2 separate regions of the Gossypium arboreum genome follow, and region 1 is linked to region 2. Evidence: chromatin contacts called from public Hi-C data. All regions are on one chromosome and are shown on one strand. The core of a region is the stretch at or near the end of the contact, and the rest is flanking DNA. Distances in the headings are between cores, read along the strand shown.

What was found. A called contact is a pair of places that touch in the nucleus more often than the background predicts.
Region 1: a Hi-C map of leaf shows a contact between it and region 2, with 5 times the contacts expected there. The contact joins the promoter of LOC108458451 here to the promoter of LOC108458297 in region 2. A contact is called at or near these places in 2 of 5 Hi-C or Micro-C datasets (both in leaf).

The regions. Positions count from the first base shown.
Region 1 is chr4:80,153,978-80,157,470 of ASM2569848v2, reverse strand. LOC108458451 (purple acid phosphatase 22-like) reads left to right here and starts at 1,598. Exons shown (of 5, transcript XM_017757857.2): 1 at 1,598-2,259; 2 at 2,358-2,517; 3 at 3,260-3,493. The coding sequence starts at 1,864.
Region 2 is chr4:79,977,223-79,980,921 of ASM2569848v2, reverse strand. LOC108458297 reads left to right here and starts at 2,160. Exons shown (of 12, transcript XM_017757644.2): 1 at 2,160-2,663; 2 at 2,779-2,873; 3 at 2,948-3,005; 4 at 3,162-3,353; 5 at 3,499-3,575; 6 at 3,677-3,699. The coding sequence starts at 2,528.

The DNA of each region.
Region 1 (3,493 bases), core at 349-2,848, 180 kb before region 2:
GAAACATTCTCAGCAAACCTTTTCATGTTTTAAGTAATTCTATTTTATATTACAAATCCTTTCAAATTTTATGTATTTCTTTCATGCTTAACAAATTACTTAATTTTAAGTTTTTCTTTCATTTTCAATGAATTATTTAATTTCTTAAAATTGTAAGGTGTATTTTCCTCATTAATTTAGGTCAATTGCTTTTTGGTCTAATGGTTCATATTCTTCCAACCGCATGGGAAGCTTATTTTAATGAGCTCCTTTTAAAATTTTCCTAAATGTAATTAATATCTTGTTTCTCATGATTTTTTCTTTAATATATGTCTAATTTAGTTATGGAGATTTCGAGTGTTTAAACTCAAGTTTCAAATGTTATACATGAATTCTCTTTCAAATTTTTTTTTAATTTAAATCTTATTATATGTAAATTCTATTCAAATCATTCTATTCTAAATTTAGATATATTATTGTTTTAATTTATTATGCTTTCTATTAAGTTAATTTTGATAATATATATATTATTTATGATTTGTGCTCTTTAAAAACCAAAACACTTAAAATTGACATTTAATAAATCATTTGATCATTTGCAACCCATACCACATTTTCAAATCGGAGCATGCTTTTTTTTTTTAAATTAACAGTAATAAATTTAGTTTTTAATAATTTTTTTTTTCTTTTTTTTATTCTTTAGCCTCGGATCTTAAAAAATTAGTTAAATTGCATTTTTATAATGAAAGAGTTTCCATTAGATTTTAAAATTTTAAAAATGTGAACATGGTAACTCATGTGATGGTAGATATATATTTTGTTGTTGATGTGAATAATTTTTTTTTAAAATTTTGTATGAATATTTTTGAAGTTTTGAATGATTTTTATGTATATTTTTAAACTTTGATGAAGTATACAAAGATCATCATGCAAATTGTCATCTCAACACATTAAAATTTTAACAGTAATATTTTTTTAAATTAGATTGATAGTTGAACCATCAGGCCACTGGTTCGTGGATTCGATAACATCATTGTTTTTTAAATTGTAACAGTGGTCGAATTAGTCAAGTCACTAGTTCATCAATCCGATTGTTTCAACCAATCGGATTAAAAATATTAAAATTCAAAAAAATAACAAAAAATAAAAAAAATTATTTAACTGGTTCAACCACTTGGCTCAACTGGTTTTTTGTCTAATTCAATAGATCCTTATCGATTTTCAAGTCAACTAGTTCAAAACCCCTCTATACCAATATCCCGACTAGTTTCTGGCTCAACTGATTTGTCCGGTCCCATTTAAACAACATTAAATTTTCGTCTAAAAGAATTTGATTAAAATTTGAAAATTAATTGTGAAAATGATGAATAATTAGTAATAATAATGAGAAAAGAAACAAATAAACATTATCCCAAAAGAAAACTTGCATTATTGATAACCAATAGCTCATTGAAAAATTTCTTATAAAACTAAAAAATGGAGGAATAAGTGGTCCCCATTGAAGGCAGATTGTTTTATGGAGGGTATTTTGCAAAGCATATTCCTATATATCCTGCAATTACTTGTAAACCTGATTAAGCTTTAATTGAAGTTCCAAGATTCTTTAAGCTCTGAAAACTGAAAGGTTGTCAGAAGCCAACCAGCTGTTAGTCTTTAATCTATGTAATGTCATAAGCAGATTTAATTTCAACCATGTTCTATAGATTTATATATTCGCATATATGGGCTAAGTTTGAGGTGACAAAATGTCATATTCTAACGAGGAAAACCTAGTCCTGTTGCTTAGATGATTGGGAGGGTTTTGTCAACAATCAGTACCTTAATTACTTTATTGTAAAGCGAGCATAAATAGATTAGAACTTTAGTTATTTATGTATTTATGGGATGCTGAGTTTTTTTTTCTTTTCCATTTTTTTAAAAATCTCGCCATTGCTGCAAGCATATCCAAAAGGATTCCAAGTGACTTCCTTGACGCCATTGCAACCTAATTTTTTACATATTTTCAAGATTCAACCTAGCGCTCCAAGGACCCCTTCTTCTTATTATAAACCTCCATCCCTCTTCATGTCTTTCCCAACTTCATCCAATCATAAACTGCAAAAAATGGAGAACCCAATATGGCAAAACCCTCATTTCTTCCCTCTCCTTTTAACATGCACCTTCTTCTTATTCCCTTTACAACCCTCACTTTCGGCCGGTTTGCAAGACGATTACATCCGACAGCCACCCGGAAAAGTCGTTGTCGCTCTCCACCTCCGATCCAAATCCGACCCTCAGCAGGTCAACATTTGGAACCACTGTTTTCTTATCCACTTTGCTTTCGAAAAACAAACTGTTTTTTTTTTTTTTACTTAATTTTTTGTTGTGAACTATTGTAGGTACATGCTTCTCTTGCAGGCAAAGAATACATGAGAATCAGTTGGGTTACAGATGAGAAAGACGTGGCGTCGAAGGTCGAATATGGGAAGGTCTCAGGGAAATATGAGGCAATGGCTGTAGGAAACCATACCTCATATCATTACTTCTTTTACAGTTCCGGTAAGATACATCATGTTAAAATTGGACCCTTGGAGCCAGCAACCACTTATTACTATAGGTGTGGTGGTCATAGCCCTGAATTTTCATTCAGGACACCTCCACAAATTTTTCCCATTGAATTTGTTGTGGTTGGTAAGTTCCTATATGCTTAACAATCTCGCCATTACATGTTAAAAAGAATGAATCCTCAAATTCTTGACTAATTTAAGCAAAAGCAAAGGCCCGGCCCCAACACGGTTTAACCAAAAGTGCACACTTTGTACATGAGTTACTTGGCTAGTAAGGCTTAGCCTAGCAAGTTTAGGGTTTAGCTTACATTGCTTGGGAACCCATCTTATATATTTGTTGTAATGATGTAAAAATCAGATCAGTGATTGAATAACCAATATGATCTGATTGCTTAGCTAATTTATATGTATGCCTTATCTTAAACATATGTCAGCCTTTTTTGTTTTTTTCTTCCTTAAAAGTAAGAATTCTTATATATGAAGACAAATTATATGCTTTGAATTATCCATGTCCTTATATAGGATTGTTGTGTTTGCGCCATGATTCACTAAAACCTATTTAGTTTGTTTTACTTTTATGTTTTCCACAAAGGTTTAATAATATTAATTTAATATACCCATCAAACTTCTAACCATAGAAGAACAGATGATTCCTTGCATGTTTCTTTTATCACAAAAACAAAACTTATTATATGATGAAAATTAACATTTAATTAATTAAACTTGTTTTACAGGTGATCTTGGACAAACAGAATGGACTGCCTCAACTCTATCGCATGTCGACAGCAAGGACTATGATGTGTTCTTATTAGCAGGCGACCTATCTTATGCGGACACACAACAACCACTATGGGACTCATTTGGCCGTCTGGTGGAGCCCTACGCTAGCCGCCGCCCATGGATGGTGACGGAAGGGAACCATGAGATTGAAACTTTCCCAATAATTTATCCTCATGGTTTCAAAGCCT
Region 2 (3,699 bases), core at 911-3,410:
ATTAAAATTGATATAAAATATTAAAAAATATAAAAAAATCATAAAAATTTGAACTAGACCTGATCAGTTGGTTGGATTGGTTAGAGTAAAATCAACAAGGGTGTCGGTATAGAGAAAGCCATTAGACCACTTGACCTGGAACCAGGCAGTTGAACCAATTATTTTTTAATGTTTTATTTAATTGAATTAGACGAACCGGTGGAATTGTCAAATTTGTGGCCTGACTAGTTCAACCACCGATTTGGTTCCGAAAATCTTGGTCGGAGTATTTAATATTGACATATGCTAGTAGTTGGATAATGAAATTTTAGTTTGATAGTATCTAATTGTACCAAAAATATTTTATACCATACAATACTAAGCAAACGATTTTCAACTTTTCAAGGTCTAAAATACTCTACTGTACTTAAAAATTTGGAGATAAAAATTATAAAATAAAAGTAATAGTTTATCAATAAAAAAGAGAGGGTCTCTCAATTATTGTTTTATTTTTGGAATATCGAGAACTTATTGTTCAACATGAAAATGACCTTAACGATCTAATGACTATTCCTATTACCAATGATTGGTGTGGTGTTATGTGTTCATTGTGATTTTAAGGATTTAAATGACTATGTCTATATAATTTTTTAATATTTTAATATTTTAATAATTTATTAGAATTTTATATTATTTATAAGTATTTATAAATTTTTATAAGTTTTGTAATATTTTAAATATATCTTATTAATTATATATATTTTAATAATTTATTAAAATTTATTAGATTTTTATAATCTTTACAAGGTTTATGATTTTTTAATATTTTTAATATTTAATAATTTTTATTATTTCTAATAATTTTTATATTTTTCTCTTTTTTGGGTTTTAAAGAATTTTTATATGTTTTAATAAAATTTTAAATATTTTATACATGTTTTATTACTTTTGTAAAATTTTTATAATTTATTATAGTTTATATATTTTAATATTTACAATTTTTATTATTTTTATTATTTTTATAAGTTTATATTGATTTTAAGTTTTAATATTTTTCTGATTTTTATGATTTTTTGTGGGAAAATATTAGATTAAACTAAAAGTTAAAGTGTGTCAACATCTAATTGGTTTGTCGATTTATTTTAACAGTCAACATAGTCAATGGCAGAAATCATTAATGGAGGGGCTTAATTGATTATTTTAGTTAACGACAGAGGTTCAATTGAGTGCAATTTTAATACAGGGACTTAATTGATTTTTCACATTTTCTTAAGAACTTTTTTAACATATAAATAAAAAAATATTATATATTAATGTTGCATGTTAACATAATAATGATAATAAAGCTAACAAGTATTGAGTATAATAATAAGTCATATTGTATTCTCAAGAAGAGAATGATTATTAGAGAAAACAATCACGAATTCTTAACATCAAGCCCATTCTTGAAATATGGTTTTTGAGCCCTTTTAACTTTAGGTCTTAGGCACTTGCACTCTTAAACAACCCCAAAACTAAACTTGCTTAACATAAATTATAAAACTAACAGGAAAAAACATATATAGTAAGAATTAATCACAAATAATATTTAAGGAAGCATCATATTTTAATCCGGAGATATATAATAAAATAACAAACCTTATACACTTAAAAACTTGTTCAATTCTTTAAAAACAACTTCAATTAGCTCTCTCTCTCACACACACACACAAAATAACCCCTTATTCAATTACCAATTTTCTTATATTTTGTAGACATGTATATCGTAGTGTTCTGCTTTTTTGGTGGGATTCATTATTGAATGTGGGATTAAATATTTATTTGTTTAAGTTAGAAATTTAAAGGTTTTATATTTTTATTTTATTTTCAATTCTTTTATTTTTAGTTTAAAATGCAGGTCTATATATTGTTAAATTTATATACATGTAACAAAATAACATCATAATGAATTTAAATTTAATAGGAATATTAACAGTGTCAATAAGTCTTAAAGTTTAACATTAACATTTTAATTGGGATAACAAATTTCAACTAATTAATAAAATTATAAGAGTTGAGGTACCGAATTATTTCAGAATTGAAATATAAAAATTAAATCTCAAATTTAAAAAAGTATAGGATCAAAATTAAAAATTAATTATCCTTATATAATTAAAAAAAAAAACAAATGGAATTGGACAGGCGCCAAGTATGACTTCATAAGCTAAATCAGATCTGAAAAGACATCGGACACGGTGGAGAGTGTCACGTGGGAGCAAAAAGACGATAACTTTCAACTACCAACGGTAACCGTTGGGTGAGGTGTGGAAGCTATTAGGAACGTGGTCTCAACAGTCCAACTACGAAGGAAATGACCCTGGAATGGTAGCTACGCCTAGATGCAGATCTCTTTTAACAAAACCTGACAATAATTAAATAAAGGAAAAAAACAGAAGAAGAAAGCTTTAAAATCCTTTGATGTTGACATGAATGTTACCCCATTCCCTTTTTGACGATCTGTGTACTTGAAGAACAAATTTTATCAAACGATTTTTTTGACAAACAAAAAATGAGCTGGAGTAGTGTCGGCAACTGGTTCAAAACTCAAGTAACTTTGAAGAATTTGTTCAGACTTTTTCTGGGCCAACTTGTTTCTTTCGTTCTTGCACTTATGAGCTTTACTTCTTCTTTGATAGCCAGTCTTGGTAAGCTCAACTTAACCCTCTACTCTTAACTTGCTTCTGGTTATGAAAAATATTCAGATGAATTTGGAATTTTATATTCTTTGTTTGCTCATCAGTGTGTTGGCTTTTTGTCTAGGTGTGGATGCGCCTATCACTCAGACTTCCTTCACTTACTTCGCTTTAGCTGTGGTTTATGGTAGCATCTTGCTCTATAGGGGTCAAAAGCTAAGGGTAATCACTTATCAACTCCACTAATCTTATATTCAAAAGGATTCCTTGATACTTCAATCCTGTTCTGTTTGCAGATTCCTTGGTATTGGTATCTCGCCCTCGGCTTTGTTGATGTTCAAGGGAATTATCTTGGTGAGTCTGTAGTAGTCACTAATATCTCATAACATGATCTCCCAAAAACATGTTCTTAACTGGGGGAAAAAAGAAAGTGGAATATGTCTGATATGTTACTGCAAAAATTACCGTGACAAAAGAGCCATTCCTTTTTCCCTTTTTTTTCTTTTGCAGTTAACAAAGCCTTCCAGTTCTCCTCAATCACTAGTGTGACACTGTTGGACTGCTGGACCATCGTATGGGCAATATTTCTCACATATTTCTTCATAGGCACTAGATATTCTTTATTGCAGCTAGGGGGTGCTGCTCTTTGTGTGCTTGGCCTTGGTCTAGTGCTCCTCTCCGATGCAGGGGTGGGTGGTGGAGGTAACATTCTGGTCTAATGCAGAAGATATTCTTATAGTTATGGAACTCTGTTTCTTTATGGATGTTTTAATTCGTAAACAGCACGCCATTACTGGAAGTCATTCGAATTTTCCGGAGTGAAGTACTTGTTTCTCTGCACATGCAGGTGGTTCGAAACCAATTCTTGGAGATGCACTAGTAATTGCTGGCACTCTCTTCTTTGCCATGAGCAATGTTGGTGAGGTTGGTGAATCTATTGAACTATTACACCATTAGTTCTGTATCTAATGGCAACCTCAAGATTATTTGTCTTAGCTATCTGCTTTTTCATTTCTAAATTGCAGGAATTTTGTGTTAAGAAGAAAGA